3 separate regions of the Mus musculus genome follow, and all the other regions are linked to region 1. The links are chromatin contacts, called in public promoter capture Hi-C maps. All regions are on one chromosome and are shown on one strand. The core of a region is the stretch at or near the end of the contact, and the rest is flanking DNA. Distances in the headings are between cores, read along the strand shown. Region 1 holds the start of Fam171a2 (family with sequence similarity 171, member A2). Region 2 holds the start of Ppy (pancreatic polypeptide). Region 3 holds the start of Mpp3 (membrane protein, palmitoylated 3 (MAGUK p55 subfamily member 3)).

The links. Promoter capture Hi-C pulls out the DNA fragments that hold promoters and counts their contacts. Capture Hi-C pulls out chosen DNA fragments and counts their contacts.
Region 2: a contact with region 1 is called in a promoter capture Hi-C map of embryonic stem cells, with 4 times the contacts expected there. The contact joins the promoter of Ppy here to the promoter of Fam171a2 in region 1. A contact is called at or near these places in 13 of 39 promoter capture datasets (the 3T3-L1 cell line, 3T3-L1-derived adipocytes, HPC-7-derived erythroid cells and 8 more), 2 of 484 Hi-C or Micro-C datasets (embryonic stem cells and stem cell-derived epiblast-like cells), 6 of 115 datasets of contacts at active chromatin or transcription factors (embryonic limb bud, embryonic midbrain and embryonic stem cells) and 3 of 9 other capture datasets (adipose tissue, liver and pancreatic islet).
Region 3: a contact with region 1 is called in a promoter capture Hi-C map of pancreatic islet. The contact joins the promoter of Mpp3 here to the promoter of Fam171a2 in region 1. A contact is called at or near these places in 1 of 39 promoter capture datasets (the C10 cell line), 4 of 115 datasets of contacts at active chromatin or transcription factors (embryonic forebrain, embryonic hindbrain, embryonic stem cells and 1 more) and 1 of 9 other capture datasets (pancreatic islet).

Annotation. Positions count from the first base shown.
Region 1 is chr11:102,446,082-102,449,534 of GRCm38.p6, reverse strand. It overlaps Fam171a2 (family with sequence similarity 171, member A2), which reads left to right and starts at 1,872. Exons shown (of 8, transcript NM_199200.2): 1 at 1,872-2,137. The coding sequence starts at 2,020.
Region 2 is chr11:102,099,852-102,103,403 of GRCm38.p6, reverse strand. Ppy (pancreatic polypeptide) reads left to right here and starts at 2,085. Exons shown (of 4, transcript NM_008918.2): 1 at 2,085-2,138; 2 at 2,693-2,883; 3 at 3,121-3,238; 4 at 3,338-3,473. The coding sequence starts at 2,693. The coding sequence ends at 3,232.
Region 3 is chr11:102,024,287-102,028,235 of GRCm38.p6, reverse strand. Mpp3 (membrane protein, palmitoylated 3 (MAGUK p55 subfamily member 3)) reads left to right here and starts at 1,281. Exons shown (of 19, transcript NM_007863.2): 1 at 1,281-1,369; 2 at 2,380-2,504; 3 at 2,737-2,855; 4 at 3,082-3,159. The coding sequence starts at 2,480.

The DNA.
Region 1 (3,453 bases), core at 623-3,122:
ACTGAATATCTAAGTAAAGATTAAGCCGTGATCCTTGAATACCAGCCAAATTTCCTCTGGAGTCAGTCAGTCATTGCAACTGAATGGCCCAGACCACCTATCTTGATCCCAGCAAAGCATTTTAGCCTTGGGCCTCACGGACGAGAGAAATGTGAGCGGGATTGTAGTGGCTGGGATTTTAGATCTGAATGATCCTGATAAAACTGGGGTGCGGTGGGGGGGTCTCTCTGGGGTGTCTCAGCTCCATGTCAACTCTGGGCTGCCTAGAGACATCAGGAGATCCTTGAACGAAGGCAGCAGTAGCCTCTCTGCCCCACAGATAACTCCTGGCTGTGGCAGGCACAGGGATAATACAGTGGGCAAGCAAGGCAGATTCCAGGGAGCTCTGACAGATTGTGAAGTCGGCTTGAGACCAACACGATGAAATTCACCAAGGAAGAGCGCTAAAGCCTGCACTTAGGTTCCAAAAAAAAAAAAAAAAAAAAAAAAAAAGTTACATAAGCACAGAACTGGGAAATATGGTTACACGGAAATCTCTATTAAAAAGGAAGAGATGCTGCGTGCAATCCCCTCTACCCTTGGCTGGCTACTCCAGGGTCTGAGGTGGGGGGCGGGGGCGGTGAGAAGAAGGAGGAGGAAGAGGAAACAGATGGAAATGAGGGGAGGAGAAAGAAAGAAGGAAAAGAGGGAAAGAGGAAAGGAAGGGATGAAGGGAAAGACCTGGTGACTTTGCCCCCTTAAGTAGAGAGACTTAGTCAGAGGGAAGCCTGCTGCGTCCCCTAGGGGAAGCCATCCTTGTCATAGGTCTCCTGGGTAGCAGGCTGTGCTGAAGAGGTGACTGGGCAGAGAGAACGACGCAAAACAGAAGCTAAGGGATAGTGACAGCCAGAAACGATAAGGAGAGAAAGGTTGTTTGGGAGCTTGTCTTCAAACATGGGGTTCAGCGAAGGAAGATCCAGTTTGTCAATCAGGATGCCGGAACCAATGGGATTCTTTTGTGGGGGGAGGCGTCTGCTTCCACTTCTACAAAACCTCTCTAGCCAGATGTCTCCTCCAGAAGGAGGTCTTATTACTCCAAGGGAGGCAAGCCCCTCCCCGGCCAACAATAGCACCACTTACTGCACCGGTGCACCTGTCAGACTTGTGTCAGAGGACCAGGAACTGGCTATGTAGAGCAAAGTGGCCTTGAACTCACAGAGCTCTTCCTGTTGGGATAAAAGGTGCCTGGCATTCCTCCACCATCACCCCGAACCACCCCTCACACACACCTTGGTATCTCAACCACGTTACTAGGTAGAGATTATTATGATTGTCACTTTAAAGGATAAGTGAGGCTGAATATAGCGGCTTGCATTTGAAATCCCAACACTCTGGAAGCGGAGGCAGGAAAAGGGCCATGAGTTCGAGGTCATTCTGAACTTCAGACCATCCTCTTTAAAGCAAGAGAGGCTAAGAAGGCTGTAAGGAACTTGTCTTGCCTGTTTCTGAATGGAAGTCATGGGGGGCGGGGGAGGAGGCTGACATGACCACAGGTCAGCTTCCCAATGTTGGATGGAGACCGCAGCCTCCTCAACACTACGGAGCTCTCGGTGTGGGAGAAGAAAATTCTCACTCTTTCCAACTACAGCCCTTAGGAGTAGGCAATAGCCATTCTCCTACCCCTCAATTTTACACCACATCTCAAGAGCTCTCCAACCCCAACCCGGGTAATTGCCCCCTAATCGCTGCACTCCATTGCTGTCTGGAATCTTGGGTTACCGGGTGGGGGCTGCCGGGTGGGCTGCAGGCAGAGCCGGGCCTCGAGGGGGCGGTGCCCGCTGGCCCGCCGTGCCGGGTGTCGACTGCAGGGGGCGCTGGCGGCCGCTCCGGGCAGAGACAATCGCGCCGAGCGGGCGCCGCAGCCGGAGCGGGAGCCCAACCCGGAGCTGCACAGAGCGGTGCAGAACTGGGGCTGAGCGGGGCCGGCCGATCAGGGCCGGGCGGCAACGATGGACCGCTAGGGCCCGGCCGAGCCCCGCGATGCCGCCGCCGAGTGGCCCCGGCGTCCTCGCGCGGCTGCTGCCGCTGCTGGGGCTGCTGCTCGGCGGCGCCTCCCGGGCTCCCGGCAAGTCTCCGCCGGAGCCCCCCAGCCCGCAGGGTGAGTATCGGCCTCGAGGGGCGGCGATCGTGGGCCTGTACCCTGTGATCGGCTGCCACCGCTGGCCCCCTCTTCACGGTGCTAGTGACTTGGGATGCATTCTGCTCCCAGGATGGCGGGGGGAAGGCGACCTGAGATCGGTGCTTCTGGGGGAGAGATTGGGGGACTGTTTGCTGCGGGGGTCTTGGGGAGACACAATGGAGAGGGCGAGGGTCTCCAGGCTCGGCGCTGCCGCCTCCTCCGACTTGTTTTTCTCCCTCCTGGTCCGCGAGGCACTGCAGCCAGAGCTATTGTCTGCGGAAGACACCCGCCCAGGGGCGGGCTGGGGCGGGCGCCGGCTCCGCAGCCCCCCGCGGGTCCCTAGCTGCGACCCAGGCTGGGTGGGGGCGCAGACATCGGCTGCCACCCTGGCCGGACTGGGGCTGGGAGCTTAGAGCTGGGCTGCGAGGGGGGAGGGGAGAGGGGGAGTGGGTGAGGCTGTAGGCGGGATTGACTGCTCGAATGGGGTTTTCACCCAGGAGCCTGACAGCTTCTAGCCAATCCCCCCCCAGGTTTAGAATTTGGGGCTCACCGAATAAACACTGATCAGCTCATGCTAGAGGGAGGGGATGCATTTGGAAGGGGGGGGGCGAGTACAGGCGTTATTGTGATTCCCGGCTCAAGGCGCATGGCAGGGCTGTGGTCACGGAGCCATGCTGAGCTGGCTGGCTAGCTGTGGGCAGTACCAGCTGAGAGGGCAGGTGTCTGGGTCCTTGTCCAGCCTGTCTCTTGCTACTACTCTCTTCTACCAGCTTCCCTTCTTCATTTCACTCATTCCCCCGCCCCCAAAGGAGACCCTGACCCTCCTAACGCCTAACCTGGCCCACATGGGTGTGTGAGGTGAAGGTAGAGCTGGCCCCTGCATTGGGAGCTGGACACCCTGACTCCACAGCTCACTCGTGGGTGCTCTGGGCCTCTCTTCTCCTCATCCCTGCTTCCCTCTCCCACCTTTCTGGTTCCTGCGCCACCACCCCACAATTGCTCTTCCTTCCCTGCCTGCGGTTCCATCCTGAAACAGTGTTCTTTGCTCCTTATGCCACCCCCCCCCCACACACACACACACCAGAAGCTAGCAGGAAAGGCGGAAGGCGGGGGTCTGGTTGAGGGAAGTAGGGTCCGGATGAAGGAAGGAGGTCGGATTTCCTCCTGGAACAAGGCAGGGCTAGCCAAGTGGAGAGATGCAGATACTGTATGGAATGCCAAGCTTTGAGGGTGGGGAGGGATCTTCCTGTGCCTCAGTCTCCCCTAATCTCCCAGAGAAGAGGCCCAAGCTAAGA
Region 2 (3,552 bases), core at 836-3,335, 350 kb after region 1:
TGTGCCCTGAATGACTCTTTCTTGGCCTGTGCTCTAAGAGCAGCAGGGGCTGAGGTAAGAGAGCCAGGAAAGGGTATGACAGAGCACAGGATGCTAGCCAAATGCCTGTCGTGTAGGTTGTATTTGGGGTCTCTGCACTTCCTTTCTTCCATCCTTCCTTCCTTCCTTCCTTCCTTCCTTCCTTCCTTCCTTCACCTACTTCATTCACCCTCGTGTTTCTGGACTGTTCTCCTAACCCCATTATCACATTGGCCGGTAGCTATCTTCCTTGTCCAGAGAGCACGTGGCTACTAAGGAGCCACTAGTGACTTGGTTTATCTGCAGGTGAGCACGTGTGTCTTCCTGGAAGCTCTATGCAAGCACTTCAGGAGCCCACAAAGGCTATCAGGAGCTATCTCTGTGTTCCAGATGTGACCATAATATTTAGAAGGCACAGGCACTACTTCCTCCTGGATTGTCACTACTACCCCTGCAGAGACCCTGGAATCTGTCATTTCGATCTATTGGGTTGACATTTGAAGAGCAGCTGTGATTTCTTGGGACCAAGCAAAGCTGGTTGACTTGCGTGACAAACTGTAAATAGTTCCCACACCAGACTCATTCCCCGGATACAGTCTTTTTACCTGGAGTAAAATCCAGAACACAAGGTTTAGAGCCCCTGGAAACCCGGATCCTTAAAACCGGCGCCGGAGCCAGGCGCCCCCTGGTGGCAGCCATGAGGCTCGAGTCGGAACTAGCCACTGGTTTTGCATAGTGGGAAACCTGAGCCCAGAGAAGGGGCCAGGATCGCTGAGAAATGAACTCTACTTACTTTGAGCGGCTGGTGCTCTTCTTGCTACCTTAAATGAGAGCCGAGAGGAAAAGGCTCTTTGATTCTTCAAGTCTGGGGATGGATGCAATGAGCCCACCTTACAGAGTAAGAAATCGAACCCTAGGAGCTCTAATTGGATCATGCTCCCAACAGGAGGGCAGTGACGCGGACTTCAATTGGAGCTAGGCCTATCTGACCTCTAACCTTATCAGGACAGATGCCTGCTGTCACCTTCTCCCCTCTCACTTCCTGCGTTCCCAGAGCCCGCGGTGATGATTCTTGTTCTGTCCTGAGAGCAGAACATCGGGAGAGAGAGAGGCCCTTGCTCCCTTCACAGGGGTCAAAATAAACAGAGCCAGTGACTGCTCTTGGCTTGAGCAGGGTGGAGGTCTGTCTGGGAAAAGGACACTGAACATGAAAGGGACAAGTGGCTTCTCCTGTCACGCAGTGGCACCAGAAGAATCTCTCAGGGGAGGAAGTGAAGGCTGACCCTGAGTCTTGGACAAGCGTTCCCTCCTCTGGTAGTCTCCCCACTTTTTGTCTGTTAAATAGGTTCCCTTGTAGGGGTTCAGTGGGACGACAGCATGGCATTTTTTGGGGGGCAACTTGAAGCTTATAAGTGATGCTGGTTTTTAGCACTCCCCTGGGACAGAGCTCTGTGCTGGGAAAGGAAACAGCTGCCAGGAACTGTCCCTTCCCCACGAACCCTGTGGCCTCTGAACCCTGGCCCACAGGACCTAAGCTGGCATTCGATACACGCATCAAATGGCTTTCTCCACTCCCTTCCAAGTGGCTTTAGGATGTGAGACATCTCTGTCCCTTCCTTGATCTAGCTGGATTGAAGGCCCGAATTCCATCCCTCATGGTAGGGGTAAAGCCTAGCTTCAGCTTCTATCCAGACCCCAAGGAAAGCCTATTGGCGACTGGGGTTGTCTCTGGGGAGGCCATGCTGAGGCTAGTGGCTAGAACCTTTGGGTTACCATGTCAGGATCCTGTCATTTATGAATCAAACCTCTTCTGGTGTCCAAAGCTGGATACGGACCCCCATGAGACCTTGTCATGGTCCAGTTTTTTCTTCTGTGCTCCTCCGACATCTAGAATGCTGACCTGGTGCTTTCCTGTTTCTGGCCACAGTGCCCGTGTTTCAGAAACCAGGCAGAGAGCAAAAGGGGGGTGGTGGTGGTTAAAGGCTGGCAGCAAGAAAGGCTGACAGGAGGCGGGGACTCTGGGGGTGCTGAGGACTATAAAGGGGCACAGCCATGAACAGGGAGACAGTCCAGCAGGAGGTAGGTGTCTGGGCCCAACACTCACTAGCTCAGCACACAGGGTAAGTGAGCTCACTCTGTCCTGCCTCTGGGGACTCCTTGGGTTGAGGCTGGTGATGGAGGGTCGGAATTGGTGCTTCGTAGGGCTGGATCCCTCAAGGGACCTAAAGTCCTCCTTGGGTCTTTCTCTGCATCTGGACAAACCTGTCAGTGGAAAGCAGGACCCACCGTGTCATAGACTTCTGTCCCTTTGCTTTACAAGTTAATTCTGTGTCCCCCACCCTGTGGTTCCCACCAGCTCTGGCTACTCCTGCCTCCTCAGAGCCATCAGTGTCCTAAGTCCTGTGTATCCAGCCTTCATACCTAGTTCTTCTGCTGTTTTTTTATGTTGCCAAGGCTTGGGTACTCTGGCTGCTGGCTTGAGGGGTGTGTATGTGGAGGTGTCCTGTTTTCTAGGGAAGGAAGGTGGTTGATGCTGGTGGCTCCTGGGTCTGCCCTTGTCCCCAGGCTTGGCTTGAAGAAATGTGTGGTAGGTGGTGGCTGGGCAGGTAGGTCTTGGACACAGGAGGATCTGCTGATGGGCTGTGTTCTGCTTCCACGATTCCTTGTTCATTAGATGGCCGTCGCATACTGCTGCCTCTCCCTGTTTCTCGTATCCACTTGGGTGGCTCTGCTGCTGCAGCCCCTGCAGGGGACCTGGGGAGCCCCCCTGGAGCCAATGTACCCAGGCGACTATGCGACACCTGAGCAGATGGCACAATATGAAACTCAGCTCCGCAGATACATCAACACACTGACCAGGCCTAGGTAGGGTGGTGTGTGTGTGTGTGTGTGTGTGTGTGTGTGTGTGTGTGAGAGAGAGAGAGAGAGAGAGAGAGAGAGAGAGCTCTTTAACCCTAGTCTCTTCAATGCCTGCTCTGAGAAAAAAATACTTCTGAGTGGCTTGGATCCATGGGCCGTGGGCAGGAAAGCGTCTACGTGGGGGATACAAAGCAGGTGACTGACAGTGAGAACTATACTTATCCCAGCTGTCTTCCTTCCCAGGTATGGGAAGAGAGCCGAGGAGGAGAACACAGGTGGACTTCCTGGAGTGCAGCTCTCCCCCTGCACCAGCCCCCCAGTTGGCTTGATTCCCTGCTCTGCGCCCTGGAGCTGAAGGCAGGTGTGGAAAGGGGGGGATCCAGAGGAGGCGGAGTAAGGGAAAACAAGGTCTTGGGGTACAAGGACTGTCCTTCCTCATGATTCCCTTCTTTCATTACAGGGAGCTCTGCCCAATGGACTTGCAGCCTCTCTTGTCTTCAGCCCGTGGCTGTAGGAGAGTACAGGTCCAGCTCTTTCCTCTGCAGTCTTGCAACAACCTGCTCCCTTGCAAACTAAATAAAGCAAATTAAAATCATAGCCCGTGTGTGAGTGTGTGTGCACCCATAGAGGCAGAAGCAGGTAAAGTTCACAGTCAGGGAGGCAGGGGCCTGGGGG
Region 3 (3,949 bases), core at 32-2,531, 420 kb after region 1:
GCCAATAAGCAGCACCCCTCCATGGCCTCTGCATCATCTCCTGCCTCCAGGTTCTATCCCTGCTTGAGTTCCTGTCCTGACTTCCTCCTGTGATGGAAGTGTAAACCAGGTAAACCCTTCCCTCCCCAACTTGCCTTTTGGTCATGGTGTTTCAACGCAGCAGTAGAAAACCTAACCAAGACCATTTCTTAGTTTTTCTCTGCTCTAAATGGGGCCTGCTGTCTGTCTACCCATATCACGTCACTGGGGCCTGTCATAAATGTAGACTGATACTACTTGCCCCACAAGCCTCAGGTGACTCATAGACACAATTTGGAGCAGCTTGAGGGACGAAGGGAAATTTCTTGGTGACATTTGCTGCCCTCTTACAGCCTGCCTGTTCACTGCAAGCTGCAAAGACTGTCGACTGCCTACCTCTCTGGGACATGTGCCTCCTAACCGGCTTAGAATGCGCTGTTCTTTGATGCTGTTATTTGAAGGGAGGGGACACACCCACCAGACCACGTCTCATCCTCTAAGACCCCTACACCACACCACTGCTCACTCACACAGTGGTACCTTTCTACTGCTTCCTGCATACACATCAGTTTCTTTAACTGAAGCGAGGAAATAATTTTGGCTCTCTATCTGAGGCTAATAATCGGTAATCCTAGGAGTATATGGGGATAGAGGGAGCACAATAGAAACCAGCTATTTCGGAGCCACCGCACCTCCTCCCCCAGCCCCCGCCCCAGTAAAGCCTGGGACACTAGAGTCTTTTTTCTTTTCTTTTTTTTTTCTTTCTTTCTTTCTTTTTTCTTTTTTTTCTCTTATTCAGCCCTACCTCCTCCCACCCAGGCAGGCAGCATCCAGCTGCCTTCTTCCCAGGCGTACTTCTCCTCCCTCGCGCCTCCCCGTCCCCAGGGCAGCGTGCACCGATAAATCTTTCGCAGCACGTAGCATTGTTGCCACGGGTTGGCCGGGCTGCTGCCCGCTGCACACCCCTCTCCCGCCCCCCTCCCCCGCCCCCCGCCCCCTGCTCGGCTTGCTAATGACCCAGCACAGCCTCTCTTCCTCGTTTGGCTTTGAAGCTCCAGCCCCTGGCACAGTGCCTGGCACTTGCGGGGCTCTCAATCAATGTTTGCAAAATCGGATTCTCGGCGGAGCAGGTGTCCACCGGGAGCCGGGGGCGCTGGGCGGGGCCTGCGAGGGGGGCCTGCGGGGCCGCGCTCCACCCCTCCGGGCCCGCGCTGCGCCCCCGCCCGTGCGCGCTGCCCCGACCCCGCGCGCCGCGACAGGGAGGGGCCGGCGGAGGCGGAGCCAGTAGCAGCGGAGGCTGGTGGCTCCCGCGCGGCTCCGGGTCACCGATCCCAGATCCTGGCGCGACGAGGTAAGAAGCAGCGCGTGGCACACAAGGGACCTGGTGCGCGGCGGGGAGGGGAGGGGGAGCGGAGACCCGCCCCTCGGGTGCACCACTGCCTTGCGGCCCACCCTCCCCGGCGGGGCTCCGTTCCCAGCCCGCGGTCCCCTTCACTGCTCGGCGTCCGCGCATCCCGTGCGCCCCGCTCATTCCCGCCGCTCTGCATCCCATCTCCCCCCACCTCGGGGGTTTGCTCCCCCCCCCCCAGCTCCTCTGGGAAACCGGCTGGAGCCGGGAGTGTGTGTTTGTGTGGGGAAGTCGGGGGCAGTCGGGGGCCGCAGCTGGAAGCCGCCGAGGGGTGAGCCCGGCGTGGGGGCGGGGGTCGGGTACCATTCTTCTGCCTTCGATGTGACTGGTGCTCCACGCAGCGGGCTGGCTCCATGTCTGTCGAATGAATGAATCATGAGTCCTTGTCCCTCTCTGAAGGAGGACTTTTTTGAGGTCCACGTGCTACAGAGCACCTGGGGAGGGGAGCTCTTGAGATAGGGTACCTGCTTCCGGTAGAACAGAAACTCCGCTCTCACTTCTTCTGTCTTCAGACTGGAGGCTCTCTTTGGGTTGGGGGCTGGAGGTGGGGTCGGCGGTGGGAGCTCTTGCAGGCCTTAACCAGGTACTTGTTGAAGGGATATTGAGACTTGAGCAAGCACTCTTGGAAGGTACCAGCAATAGAGAGGACAGAGCTTGTGGTCGAGAGCATACCGCACAAGCAGGGGGACTTTAGGCCAAGGTCAGTCTGGAAGAAGTGATCTGAGTACCTATTCTGGTTCAAAAGTTATTTAGGGATGCCCAGTCTCTGTTTCCTAATCAGTAAAATGGGTGCATTGGTGTTCATCCTTTAAGGCTTTCTGCATAGTCAGAAAAGAGCAGCATCTTTAGTGTATTGGGGGCGCCCAAGAAGTCTTGCTCCCTGCCCAACCTCCTCCCCAAAAAGTGACTGTTTCTCCCCCCCACCCCCCATCTTATTTCTTCTGTCCTCACAGAGGTCATAAGCAGATCCTGGTGATGTGTGTTCATTACTGAGAGATTCCTCTCCCACCCACACAAACTGTAGGGACAGCTGGGGACCTGCTGGGCACAGGCATGCCAGTACTGTCTGAAGACTCGGGTGAGTGTCCTTAACCTGGGCTGCAGCTTCGGGGGGCCTCCCAGGATTGGAGAAAACCAAACCATAAGCAGGACCAGTGCTGTAGCAGCTGCCTCTGACCGATCTGTTGCCCGGCAGGCCTGAGCCTGCAGGGTGAACGGTGTCAAGGCAGGATGGGAGTGTTGTCTGCGAGACTTTTCAAGGACAGGAAGTGCCACTGTTACTGGACCTTGTTTCTCTGGCTCTTCCTCAGGTTTGCATGAGACCCTGGCACTGCTCACCTCTCAGCTCAGGCCTGACTCCAACCACAGGGAGGAGATGGGCTTCCTGAGAGATGTCTTCAGTGAGAAGAGCCTCAGTTATTTAATGAAGGTGAACCCCCGCTGGCTCAGCCACCCCCCACCCCCATCCCTAAGGGAGGCTCTTTCTGTGCCATCTCAGCCACTCCCCTGCCCCTGGAAGGTTTCTAACTCATTAGTCAGGGCTTTCCAAATATGCTGCTATGGAGGGGACCCAGCCTGTGGCCCTAGGTGTCACCACAACCCTGGGTGCTGTGTATGGTATTTAGGGTAAAAGCAGAAATCAAATGTCTTTGCAGATTCATGAGAAACTCCGCTATTATGAGAGGCAGAGTCCAACCCCAGTCCTCCACAGCGCCATGGCCCTTGCTGAGGATGTAAGTCCCAGATTTTAATGTTTTGGCTTAAGGTGGCGCACAACCCGAAGCCCAGAAAAGGCTCTAACTCACCTTGTAGCCACTGCCTAGCTGGGGACATCAGAGGTTGGGAGGCTGAGGATGAAGAGAGAGGGGTTGCTTCCCCTCCTTCTTCTCCCTTTAGTGTGTGTGTGTGTGTGTGTGTGTGTGTGTGTGTGTGTGTGTTGCTTGGATTCAAACCTGAAGTCTTGTACATGCTAGGTAGGTGTTGCATGGCTGAGCTGTAGTTCAGTCCTCTTTCATTCTAGTCTTTCCTGAACCTTTTGGCATCAAGGAGGACTTTGTTAGCCTTAGCCTGGGCCAGGAGACATAGTGATTCCTGCTGACTGTGTGTTCTGGAGAAACCCTGCTCCCTCAGCTGTAAAATGAGAGCCTTGGATCCGATCAGCAGCTCCCCACCTGTTCCAAGAAGTGGTGACATTTGTAGGTCAGATAGTGCCTTGTGTCTGGGCTTTGAGAGGCTGGCACGAAGTCCCGAATTCAAGGGACTCATGGCATGTCCCTGCTGACTGGCTCTGGTTTCTTGACTCCTCACAGACTGAGTCCTTGTGGGTTTTGGTTTAGCTGTCCTGGTTGCTGATTTAGATTGACTCCTATATAGATCACCTGATATCTGACTAGTTAGCTGGGTTCTTTCCCTAAGATCCTCGGGCCAGAGGATGGCCTGGCGGTGGGTGGTATAGTCTGTGGCAGACCCTGTACCTTGCTCCTTTCTTTGCAGTGTGACATTTGGAGAGGGTTACATCACCCA